Regions from separate parts of the Danio rerio genome. Here region 2 is linked to region 1. Evidence: chromatin contacts called from public HiCAR-type data. All regions are on one chromosome and are shown on one strand. Each heading gives the region's core, a stretch centred on a gene start, on an enhancer-like site or on the middle of the called end of the contact. The rest is flanking DNA. Distances are from core to core; before and after follow the strand shown.

Region 1 (6,803 bases), core at 1,312-3,811:
ATATATATATATATATATGTATATGTGTGTGTGTGTGTGTGTGTGTGTGTGTGTGTGTGTGTGTGTGTGTGTGTGTGTATAATATATTTATATGGCTCCAAAATACTGGCAGTGTTTTTGTAGTTTGTAAATGGTATATCATCATTAACGGTTCTATAATAGTTCATAGTATAGCATGTGGAAAATTCACAAAAATTCTCACACATTTGTACCAGCAAATAATCAAGACTACTTTATTTTATTGTAATCTTAACTGCATTAAGGCTGCAGAACTGTGTCGAATTTGTTTCTTTTATGGTATTTCATGTTTTCTGACACTCCAAACACACATCTGAATCAGTTCATTTCTGTTTCTGTGCATATAATGTACAATGACCACGACAGTCAAATCAATCAAACTGATTGAGCGAAATTTGTAATTACTTTGGATTCTTACTTTATACGACTGAAATAAAATACAATAGATCAGAAAAATAGAAAATAATGTTTTTCACTTCATATTTTGTTGAAAAAAAAACTCCTTTTAACGAATTTCGTTTGATGTAATTTGTATCTTCATTTTAATGTATTTTTTGTTCGTCTGTTATCTACAAATTAAACAAAAAGAGTGACGTCCCAGCAGGCACAGGATGTCAACATGACGTCAGATTGACATTGTACCCCAACATCATGGGACGTTGCATTTTGTTTGGAAATAAAAATTGGGTTGACGTCAGAACCCAACATCAGGCTGAAATCAAAGTCCAACGTTGAATATGTACTGCATTTTGGTTATTTTCACAACCTAAAAACAACAAAATATTAATGTTACAGCTTGACATTGTGTGGACGTTATCAATATGAGGTCTATCAGATGTTGGATTTTGGATGCCAAACCTGACGAATAAATGTCAGTATTTGACGTTAATATGACGCTGGTTTAAGATGTTGGCTCCACATTGGATTTTGGTCACTTTCTAACACAACCTAAAATCAACTAAATATCAACATCATGTTGTTTTTGGAGGTTTGAATAACATTGTGACCTAAATCTAACCTAATATTAACATCCTAAATGTTGTGTGTCTGCTGGGGTGTGTTAAAAACTGTGAGAAAAAAGGGAAAAAAAAACATGTTTGCTATTTGTTCAAACTAAAATGAGTTGAAGCAACACAATTTTTGAGTTTTCTCTCATTCACAATGAATAGTTCTCCTTTCAAATAATGTTACAAAGAGTTTAGCTTAAAGTAATACAAACCTCTTTTGACTCTAAATTAAAATGTAAAGCTCTTTTAAAGCAAAGCAGTGCCTGCTTGTGGAAAAACAAATCATGTGGCCATAGAAACATCAGCACCAGGCAAGAAGATAATAAATAAAAGTACTTCTATTCTGTGTGATGTGTAACAGTGAGTGAAGGACAGCTTACCGTTTCTTTCAAAGATAACAAAAACCTGATATCAGTGAGAAAAGACAGTCTTGATTATTGGCTCGGTGTCTGTGTTTATGTGTCAGATATGTTTAAGTTAAAAAGAGTAAATCTACCAGTGGAGGGATAATATCTTTCTAGGTTAAAATAACAGGGTGAGGTGTAAACAGGCAAGTGTATATGCAGCCTGCTGTGAATGTGTTTGTGGTTAAAATCAAACATAAAAAGTGGGGGAAATCTGGGTTCGCCTTTAAAAAGTTTTACATTTATCAAAGGACTGGTGTGATGTTGTATCGTGTATCCATAAGCAGTCTACAGCAAAACCTTTGCTAGTTATCAAATGAATAAAAAATGAACGCAGCAATGGTTATGGAGTGTTACACATGTCTATAAAGTGCATGACACGACCTCATGCTGATTATTTTGGTATCTTGACATTAGAGCTTGAACATTGGATACATCTGCCACTATCAGAGTAGATGAGCACCTCGCCATACATGGTTATAAATCTATCAGTGTGGCTTACAGTCAAATTCAGGTGAAAGGTTGAGGCTGACTATGTGTGGGCTTAGTCTGCCCTCTGGTGGATGTGTAAAAGTTTGAAGCCTCTCATTTGTATAGTTAAAAAGTATATGTTTGTATTAATACAAATAAAAAAATCTAAACACAAATCTTTTTTATGAACTAGTTTGGCAGCAATGTTAAGTTGTTTAGTCAGTTATTCAGCCAGTAAGGAATGCTTTCTCCCTCTCCTCTCTCACAATAGACAAAACCCCAATGAGAGTTTTTAATTGTTATTATGGGTTAATTTGTTTAATATATCTATAGAGGTGTCGATAAATATCATACTAATACAGCATCATTTGTTGGTTGTTTTTGTTAAATCTTATGTTGTTAAAATAGATTTTCATTAAGTAAAAATTATCATAAAACTAAAAACAATAAAGGTATTTGTACTTGTGGAATCTTGGAAATATGGAATTTTTATGCAAGTTTTTTGATAACATGTTATTTTCTATAAATGATGTCATTGTGCAACAGATATTTGGTATCCAATTCTGTAATCACTGCTAGTAGATGTACTACACTGAGCCCAGAGGTGGAGCTGCACCAGGAGACCCACTGATCCCAGAGGTGGAGCTGCACCAGGAGGCCCAGTGAGCCTAGTGGTGGAGCTGACCCAGGAGACCCACTCAACCCAGAAGTGGAGCTGCACCAGGAGACCCACTGAATCCAGAGGTGGAGCTGCACCAGGAGACCCACTGAGCCCAGAGGTAGAGCTGCTCATAGAGAGGTTGTAGTTGCAAGCACGGTCAAGAGAGCAAAAAAATAAATAAAATAAATAAATAAATAAATGAATAAATAAATAAACAGCAGAAGGTAAGATCATTAAGCACTTTTTCATATAAAATACTATAATGGAATAATGGAAACTATTATCGAGATTTTTAAATATATTTTTCCACTATAATGTGATGTGGATCCAAAAAATTGCTAAAAGTCTGTTCATTATTTTATGAGACAATTAATTCCATTCCAAAAAATAGAATAGATAATAATTTTCACATTTCTGAACATGATAGTTTAATCACTAATTTCTAATAACTGATTTATTTCATTTTTGAAATAAATGATGGCAGTAAATAATATTTACTATATGTATTTTGCAAGATATTAATATCCAGCTTAAGGTGCAATTTAAAGACTTTACCGGGTTAATTAGGTTAACTAGGCAAGTTAGGGTAACTAGGCAAGTCATTGTATAACAATGGCTTATTCTGTAGCCAACTGAAAAATAATTATTGCTAAAAGATGCTAAAAATATTGACATAAAATGTTTATGATTACTATTATTAAAAACTTATTTTTATTCTAAATAAAAAAAACAACAACAGATAAGATATCCTTCAGAAGAAAACATAATGGAAATACAGTGAAATTTCCTTGCAATGTTGAACATCATTCCACAGAAAAAAAATAAATCCACAGAAGGGCTAATACACATTATATATATATATATATATATATATATATATATATATATATATATATATATATATATATATATATATATATATATATATATATATATATATACTAGATCTTTTTCAAGACACTTCTATACAGCTTAAAGTGACGTTTAAAGGCTTAACTAGGCAGGTGAGGGTAATTAGGCAACGATGGTTTGTTCTGTAGACTATCGAAAAAATATATATAGCTTAAAGGGGCTAATAATTTTGTCCTTTTATTTATTTTATTCAAATTTCAAACTGTTTTTATTCTAGCCAATATAAAACAAACAAATCTTTCTCCAGAAGAAAAAAATATTATTAAACAAACTGTGGAAATGTCCTTGCTCTGTTAAACATTATTTAGGAAATAACTATAAAACACACAAATAAAAATAAAAAATTCAAAAGGGAACTAATCGTTCTGAATCCAACTGTATGAGGAAAACTTTTAGCAATATGGGTAAATTATGAAAAAACATTCATTGCAATTTGTAACAATTTATTATAACATCATCCTCATCATACTTCATGTAGAACATCTCAGTTTTAGTATATCTGACATCTGAAGAGGAATACAACAGTTTCAGTTAAAACTGATTCATTTACATCAAGCAAATATTCTAATTTTGTGTAAAAGCCCTAAATAGCTATTTATGTGGATATATTTGTTAAATGTCTGTTTATTACGATATAAGGCAATTCATTGCTGTTGAAAAACTAGATTAAAATAGTACATTTTTTTCTAAAATTTAGTCAATAAAATATAAAACATTGTAGTCATACATCTTTGTCAGCCATCTTCTATTAATGATGTCATCATGGAATTCTAGGTTCTAAGCATGCTTCTACAGTTTATATAACATTATAAAAGTTGTAAATGTATTTGCTTTTTTTAATCAATCTTATGCTTCTATAAAATTTCAATAGAACATTGCAATTATTCTTAACGTGTTTGTACATATAAAATTTTAAGCAATTGCTTTAATCTGGTTTTATTTAGCAACAAGCTGTAAATTGCCTATAATAATGTAGTTACCTATGAAATGACAGGGTCAATAGATTTATACCAGGATAGGGAAACATTTCAAATTCTTTGCTTGGAAATCTGTCTAAAATTTATTCGAACAATTTGTCCTGGATATGTTCAAATCTTTCTGTTTTTAAAAGGAACAAATACCAACAAAATGAATTTTAAGAAACAATTTAATTGTCAAATGCACATGTTTTAAAGCAGTTCATAAAGTCACTGAAGATGACAGTGACAGCTTTTAATCCAAGGTTTTTGTTTTCCTCAACTGATTATAACAGTGAACTACACATACACACCAAACATTTTATACATTACAATCACTAGTACAGCAAGAAAATAAAGTATATTGGTGCATCAAAAAACTGAATGTGCCTCATTTCTAGTCAGATTATTAAAAATGTTTTCAATTCTTGACTTGGGCTCACTGGTGTAGCTGCACCAGAAGACCCACTGAGCCCAGAGGTGGAGCTGCACCAGGAGGCCCACTGAGCCCAGAGATGGAGCTGCACCAGGAGAACCACTGAGCCCAGTAGTGGAGCTACACCAGGAGACCATTGGGCTCAGAGATGGAGCTGCACATAAAGAGCAATTGCAGTTGCAAACACAGCAATACTCTTGAATTACTGTCTGAAGTTCTTTTCTGCATGAAACAAGAAACACAATATCTGGATTTTAAAAATATTTTAGTACTTTAATGTGATGGTAAAATATAAGTCAAATTTATTTTTTATCAAATTCTGTTTTATTTAAAAATTATTTAACTGTCCGCATATCTTGGCAGCATGCAACAAAGGGGTACAATGAGACATTAAGCCACAGCTGACAATATGGAATTTTGGGTTCTTAATAACATGATGCTATTTATATGAGCTCAGTTATTGAACAATTATATTACAATATAGCTACAATCAAACAAAAAACATGAAAGCACTAAATGGATATCCATGTTGATATATTTGCTAAAATGTCTGTTTATTACGATATAAGACAATTCATTACATTGTTGAAAAATAGAATAGATATACTAACAGGTTGCAGAATTAAACTTGTAATTCAGTTTGACTCCACAGTTCTCTTATATCCACATATATTGACTGTTGTTTTGGTGAATATAAACTACATTTTACTCAATTAGTTTTATTTTACAAACATTTAGATTTTTTTTATTTTATTTTTTATTTTACTTTAAACCATCAATGCGCTATATATAGTTTAGGTAAAAATTAGCCCTCCTGTTAAACAGTATTTTTTTCCAGTTTGTTTAAATTGGATTATTTTTTCAACACATTTTTAAACATCATATATTAATTACTAATTTCTAGGAACTCATTTATTTAATCTTTATTTATATTTATTTATTTAATCTTTGCCATTATGACAGTAAGTTATATTTTACTAGACTTTTTGCAAGATACTATAGTAGTATCCAGCTTCAAGTGCAATTTACAGGCTTTACTGGGTTGATTGGGTCAACACAGCAAGTTAGGATAAATAATCAATTCATTGTATAAATGGTTTACTGGTTCTGTGGTTTGTTCTGTAGCCACTTGAAATATATATATATATATATATATATATATATATATATATATATATATATATATGTGTGTGTGTGTGTGTGTGTGTGTGTGTGTAGATTCTTAAGGGGGCTAATAATGTTGACTTTACAATGTTTTTGTTAAAGATAATGGATCTCTCTGGATTTTCTCCTGAGGAAAACATTTTATAGGAAATACAGTGAAAATAAATCCTTGCACTGTTGAACATGGGCGACGCAGTAGGTAGTGCTGTCGCCTCACAGCAAGAAGGTCGCTGAGTTGCTGGTTCGAGCCCTAGCTCAGTTGGCGTTTCTGTGTGGAGTTTGCATGTTCTCCCTGCGTTCGCGTGGGTTTCCTCCGGGTGCTATACGGTTTCCCCAACATGCCAAAAACATGCACTACAGGTGAATTGGCTAAGCTAAAATGTCCGTAGTGTATGATTGTGTGTGTGAATGAGTGTGTGTGTGTGTGTGGATGTTTCCCAGAGATGTGTTGCGGCTGGAAGGGCATCAGCTGTGTAAAAATGTGCTGGATAAGTTTGCGGTTCATTCTGCTGTGGTGACCACGGATTATTAAAGGAACTTGTTTTTAATGAACATTATTTGGGAATTATTTGAATACTTTTGACTTTAACTGTGCATACGTGTATGTGTGTGTATAAATCGTGTACATTTATATATTCAATTGATCTCGTTGCATAAAATGTCTCACAACATGCCTGAGGCTTTTAGCGCATGGCTGTCATTGTCAGCCATCTTCTAATAATGATGTCATCATGGAATTCTATATGTTCGATAAATGCTTCTACAGTATAAGTG
Region 2 (6,803 bases), core at 1,200-3,699, 400 kb before region 1:
ACAGCCACGGCGAGGGCTATTCGTCCACGCGTAGGCCGCGCCATAGCATACCTGTGCGTTTGACACAGAAGTATAAATCAGCCTTAACGAGTAGTATTTTCATGGCTAAATGTCTGTACTTCAACCAAAACATATATGAACTATAGTGTTTAGTTTTTTTTCTGAACACTACAAGTAGCTAAACCTCATTCATTTAGAGCTGGGAACATGCGTAAATGCAACAACTTTAATCATAAGGTAATCACAAAACAAAAGGCTCCATCTGGAGCTTGTTCATGGGACTTGTAAACAATCACTCTTAGCACTGCCTCTGTTCGTCACTGCTACCAAGCCGACCAACCAGACAGCTTTCACTAAACATTGTTGCGACGTGTAGTTACATGTGCATCAGCCATGGTGAGGGTTATGCAACCGCACGAAGGCTGCGCCAGAGCTTACAGGTGCACTCGACGCATAAGTATAAATCAACTTTAGGTTGGATCTAACCCAGCACAAATGAACTACCAGTTATGTAAATGTACCTTTGTTGAGAAAATCCATACAAAACACTAGTACAGTATTTTAAATTTTATAAAACGTTTACATTTATTAAACTAATATAGTAGGAATAAGAATATGCACCAAAGTATAATCCTCCAGTAACAGACTACTAAGGAGCATCTTAACTAAACTCCTTTGCATGCTGTTAATGACACTGCAGTAAGGTCAACTTACACACACAGGCTTAGACAAACACGCAAAACAGCTTCCTGGTGCTGACTGAGCATTTAAACACAATGAAGTGAGTTTGCTTTGGAAGAACACTTTCAGACAGAGGGCTCTGACACAGGAAGCTGTCACCCCATGACACAGGTTCATTGGCCGTCTATGATTGCAGGTCAGAGGTGACACTGCATCAAGCAGACTATTGTAGGAGAAGATTCCTGAGTCATGTTGGACAGTAAAGCTTACTGTTTGCTTGAAGCTGATGGCTTATGTGATAACACATAATTGCACAAACCCTGCAGATTTGAACACAATTAACACTTAACTCTGGCTTGTGTCTGCGTTCCTAAAATCTAACGCACAATTGTTTTAAATATTTGGGGATTGCCCGAAAATATTAGTTATGTTATTTATAAATAATAAGCTGTATTTTATTCCAGTTAAAATGAAAATATTGAAGAGCAACGGCTTTATTATTCCTTTGTCAATGTGTTGTCATTAGGGTTAGGCGATGTCGACCAATTTGGCATTGTACATACAACGTCTAATGTGGAACATCACGATGGATGATGGCATCATCGTCATAGGCGACAAATAGTTGCATACTCTTCTGCTCGACGGCAGTGGAAATCGCTTGAGTTTAAACTCGGAAAAACGTCTAAAAAAATGCTGATGATAAACGCAAACTAAAAGTGTCCCGATGTGTACAAGCCTTAAGTGTGTATTTCTTACGAGCAGATTTGCAACAGGAGCGGGGCGGATGATTGCGATACCAGCTCAGCATTGTGATGTCTATCGCTCATCGATAGACATCAACCATAGTTGTTATACTTCTTCTTCTTCTTTTTCTTCTTCTTCTTCTTCTTCTTCTTATTATTATTATTATTATTATTATTATTATTATCATTATTAATTCAGGGTACATTCTACAAGACGTTAATAATATAATTATATGTTTGTCACAAAGTTAAATTTAACTTTCATTTTTAAGGATTTACCATCAAGTTAAATACTGTTAAATCAATACAAAATATATCTAGCATTATATGTACAATTATGCATTCGTTATAACATAATGTATCAAATCAGTGGACTTATTACCATAATTAAACAGCATATTGTTCAGATGTGTTTTCAATGGCTACTTGGTTCGATCGTTGACCAAAAAGCCCACGTCTGACATCATTGCTTCTGAAAAGAATTTCTTTGTATCTGCAAAGAAGCCGAGGATCTAGATCCAGTTTCCTGATGTCATGGCAGCGCAATCTAAAGGTCACTCTGGAAATGTCATGATCTTTCTGGCATACGTTCACTCACATGGAAAGAAGACGCTTACAGGAGGCCCTATAGGATGAATTCATCCGCTGTAACCTTTGGATAAAGCTCTCTTTGTATGCGTGCATAACGCCTTCCACTGAGAGGATATGCAAGAAACAGCTGCTGGAAAGATGATTCCAGAACTTCGATGGCCTCTGTGTTCACTTTCTATCTCTTTTCACAAATCTGCTCTATTACTCAGGCCTGTCACCCACACAACCAAATAGGAAATCCCTTTTTTTATTTTGTGTGCAAGCCTGTGCTCATTCTCCCCCCTTGGCATCACCCAAGGGCAGTTTGCCGCTCAGGGGTTGACAGCAGCTCCTGAAGCGTGTCAGGACAATTTAGCTGTTAGCAACCCTAAACACTGACCTCTTTCCCTGTCACACACTGGCCCCATACTCTTCACACCCTCATAAATAGCGTGTGTTTATGTGTTGGCAGGGTTTCTGGAATCGCTGATTCCACCGTCAGCTGTTCTGCATGCTTCAGTAGCATAGACGGTGAAATATCCCTCAGGCCAACATTACCAAGAAAGCATTCTGTCTTTGGCATGAAGGCCATGTGACTCAGACTTGCGTATTTTCGGCTCTTTGTAAATCTTTTGGGTGCAAGCCTAGTTTAATGCCAAGGGCACACTTCCTCAGTACCCTCCCTAGTTTCCTGTGATGTCACCAGGATGTAAAGGAGGGCTGTCGGGCATCTTTTCTTTCACAACAAAGTTCTTCCCACGGCAAATGAGAGCGTACTGAACACACTCCTTCCTCAGAGTCAAGGATTGAACAAAGGAACCGAGGAGGTTGCTCTTTATCTTCCCTACTGAGTCAGTGTTTTTAAGGCATGTGGTGTTCGTTTGTCATTCTTATCAGATGTGTGACCTCATACACATCCGGATGTCATGGATGATGGATTGCCAGCCTTTATATAATTGGATATTTCAAAGGATTTATTAGTCATCTGTGTCTAAATTGGCATAATAAGGAAAGCTAAGAAGTTCTTGTTCTTTTTTTCCTTTAGGTAAAGATAAAGTTCTAAAAATATAGTATATGGTTAGAAAACATCCCAACAACAGCCGCACTGCTCATAGCAATGTTAAGTTCGCACATCCTCCTGTTGATAACAAAATGCTTTCTTGACTACCGTTTTCTCAGCACTGCCATTTAAGTTGTATCTGATTATAGCGATGTGGATATTTTTGCACAAGCTCTTCAGTTCATCACACTTATTTATTCAGTGCTTTGTACAGAAAATTGAAAAAAGTTGCTTCAATTTGTCCTATAAAAAATCTGTAAAAAGAACTTGAAAAGATTTCGACATAAAAGAAAGCAGAGCCTTAGAACCGCACCTCATACCTGCCAAAACTCCCGTTTTTCTCGGTAGTCTCCCGTATTTCAGACCCATCTCCCACCATCCTCCCGTTTTGTTATTTTTCCCAGAAAACTCCAATAATTTCATCCCCACATTACCTCCCCCTCACGGTCCTTAGCTTTTGAGTACAGTCTGTAACACCCCCGGGTCGCCTACTATCTGGCATAGTATCTGATCGCAGAGGCCGCCTTAAACCTGGTCCATAGTACAGTTACTAACCAGTTTTCAACAGTGTTTTTCAGACACCTCACCCCTGAACCAAAACCTCTTTTCCTGGTCTCCCAGATTTTCAGAGACAAATGTAGGCAGATGTGCCATACACATATTTTATTGTGTTTACCAGTTTGAGTGAATTGTTCCAGAACGTTTGCACTTGCAGTATGTTTTGAATTTCGGACAGAAACATGAGTTTAAGACAGACTTTGTTTGAAATTATGGCAGTTCCAGTTTCAGGACTGGGTTTTGCCTCTATTAGGACAGTAGTTAAACAGGAAATGGAGTAGGAGATAGAGAGAGAGGGAGATATGGGCATGGCATCGGGAAAGGTCTATGAGCTGGAATTCAAACTCTGGAAGGCCAAATTGCAATCGCGTTGCATGTCAGCACAGACAGTTTTAGTGTGTTTTAATGCAGCTGTTAGGATTTTGATGATCTTTTCCTTCTTCTTATCTTCCAAGCAACCATCTATCCATCTAGAACACCTTGGCAACCAGGATCATGCCTTATTCAGAACAAAATTGAATTATCTTGTTAGTTCTAGTGAAACTTATACATTTAACTCAATCTGAAATGAGGTGGCAAATTTAGTCTGGAATTACAATTAGAAATTGAGTAAAGTCAAATTGAGATCCACTGTAGTGCACAAAAAAGTAACCAACCAAAAAGGCTAAAGCCTTTTTTCGGGCTTTAAAGGCTTCAACCAAAGGTGCCTTTGAAAAATAATTGTTGCTGAAAGCCAGTAATGTTGTAAGCATAGTTGATTTCCACCCTTTGTTGGCTCTCAAATGAACAATCTAATGGTGTTTTGTTCTTTTTTATGCTCCTCTTCTAGGTCTTTTACGTATCAGATCTCTTCAAACCCAAAGCTAAGACAGCCACCCCGCCGCCCTCGCCAATCAAGAAAGAGCTGCTCCCTTCTTCTGACATCATCGAGAGGAACAACCATCACAACATGGTGTAGGATGGAGGACCGGGAGGCTGCATTCCCAATCTCCCTATCCTAAACTCCACCCCTCCCTGATTCCCCTGAAGAAAACCAGAATAGCCACCTGTGACAGAGGAGGACGCCTCCTCTCTTTCTCATCTGACAGTAGAATGTAGGCACAGGACAGAGACAATCCTATTGACTCTTATTACAAATGACCTCACAATCCGAGAGCCCAATTCGAAAGGCCAAACAGACACAAAGCTAACAGAAAAAAACAAGCCAATTGTCCTTCAGAATGTTGGATGACAGAAGTATTGAACGACAAGGAGAGCGTGAATGTGAGGCTGGTCTCATGACCAGCTGTTCTCTCCTTTTGTCCTTTGTAGCCTTTCAGGAACAGCTTACAACAAATTCCTTATTAATAGGAATGATGCATACCTGCGATGTAAGTAGCACAGATATATTAACAGTATAATAACTTATAGCACTATATACAAATTCATGAAATGTCACCACTCGCTATCTGAGGAGCGTAGCTTCAAGAAGCTTGATGACGAGCTGATTTTGAGCTACTCGAAACAGTGGCCTAACTGCAATTTAACGGGTTTGTTTTTTTAAAGGCGGGCGGGAGGGCGGGTTGGGCTTTTAATTTTAGATATTAAATTTACAATCCCTGCTCAAACCGTGGGGCTGGGGGGCTTGCCTGAGCCATGCTGCCTCACTGTCTTCTGATTGGTCAGGGGGCAGGGTTTGACATTGGAGAGGTGTGTCTTGTTACCACTGTTGACACAGGCACGTGGCTTTGCTAGCCACCTCACCTCACTGTCTACTGATTGGTGAGGGCGTGGGGTTAGATATCTGGGAGGTGTGCCTCATCAACATTGTCGACACAGTGGCGTGGCTGTGCCATGCCATCTAGCTGTCTTGTGATTGGTCAGAAAGTGGGGGTAGACATCCAGAAGGGTGTGTCTCATTTCTTTGTCTTGCTCTCTTCTGATTGGTCAGTAGTAAGACATCTGGAAATGTGTCTCGTCACCGCAGCTGGTGGTGGGGCGTAGCTGAGCCATGTTGCTTCTATGTCTTCTGATTGGTCAGAGGGTGGGGTTAGACATCAAAGGGGTGGATCTCATTTCCACAGTGGGTGGGATTGACTCCCAATTTCCCCATCGACCACACTGGCACATTTTTAATATTTGCTTTGTTTTGGACCTGGGAATGAGCCTCTTCCGCTGGCTGGTTTGACCTCTTTCCAGTTCCGACTGCTTAAGCACTCAACTATGGTTGCGTGTTTTTACCCATAATGCCACCTGTGCCCTCTGCCTGTCCTGGCAAGAATCATACTGCCCTGAAAAAGAGGGATGTGGGGTCCCTCAGGGGGGCGCTCGGTCCCTCGTTTGCATATGTGTTTGTATGTGAAGAAACGTAAGAAAACTGTGGACTTTTATTTCTTCTCTCTTTTTTTATTTTTTTTTATTTTTGTTTTGTTTTATGGAAATGCCTTTTCTTAGCCTTGTTCTTATGATGTCGTCGTCTACTGTCCCACTTACAGCTGTACAGGACTGCCTGAATACTCCAGAAAACACATCCATACAACACAACTCAAGCTCCAAATGTGTTGCACATCCCTCCCATTGTATAGTCCGTCCTATCATTTCAACAGACCGCTTTATTTCTCTCTCAGAAGTATATAAATAATGTATAGATCACTAAAATTAACTATGTAAGATATTATTTCTGAACATGTTTAGATATATCCACTATGAATCTAAAACGCAATGTGTCATGACCTGTGTTTATTTACAAAGTGCTGCTTTTATGAGCATTGATTGACCTTTTTTTTTTTTTAGGTGACTAAAATATTGTAGAGTTGTGATAGTACGTTTTTAATAAACGTTGAATAAAACACATACAATTGTATCAAATTCACTATTAGTATTTTTGTATTGTCTCATTTTGTACAAAGTCAAATAATAGCGATATGTTTTTTCTGCTAAATGTACTTAGCTCTAATACGTGTGCTTTTAAATAAAAGCTCTTTATAAACAACAGCAGTGTGTGTGCTTGTTTAGTGCATGGTTTTGGTTATTTAAGTTTAAGGTTTGATGCTTTCAAGAGTTCACACTTAGCTGATGATTGATTATAAGCAAGTTTGGCATGCTGTCCCGGGAGAGACCCCTGAGCTCGAAGGTTCTTGAGCCCTGGGCTCCCTCCCGTTTAGAGGAAGAAAGGGGAGCCTCGAGCTCAGGTAGATCTCGACAACTCCCCT

The links. HiCAR-type assays count read pairs that join an accessible place to other places.
Region 2: a contact with region 1 is called in a HiCAR-type map of caudal fin, with 5 times the contacts expected there. The contact joins two enhancer-like sites.

Annotation. Positions count from the first base shown.
Region 1 is chr20:7,752,904-7,759,706 of GRCz12tu, reverse strand. No RefSeq gene overlaps it. Among named protein-coding and RNA genes, the nearest start is that of bloc1s2, 15 kb to the right of the region's middle. Within about 2 kb of position 2,561, at least 12 of the 62 cell types and tissues checked have an H3K27ac peak or open chromatin away from gene starts, as enhancers often do. A contact at or near this core is called in caudal fin, where this site is marked.
Region 2 is chr20:8,157,172-8,163,974 of GRCz12tu, reverse strand. plpp3 (phospholipid phosphatase 3) reads left to right here. Exons shown (of 6, transcript XM_003200678.7): 6 at 4,442-6,583. The coding sequence ends at 4,570. Among named protein-coding and RNA genes, the nearest start is that of plpp3, 54 kb to the left of the region's middle. Within about 2 kb of position 2,449, at least 10 of the 62 cell types and tissues checked have an H3K27ac peak or open chromatin away from gene starts, as enhancers often do. A contact at or near this core is called in caudal fin, where this site is marked.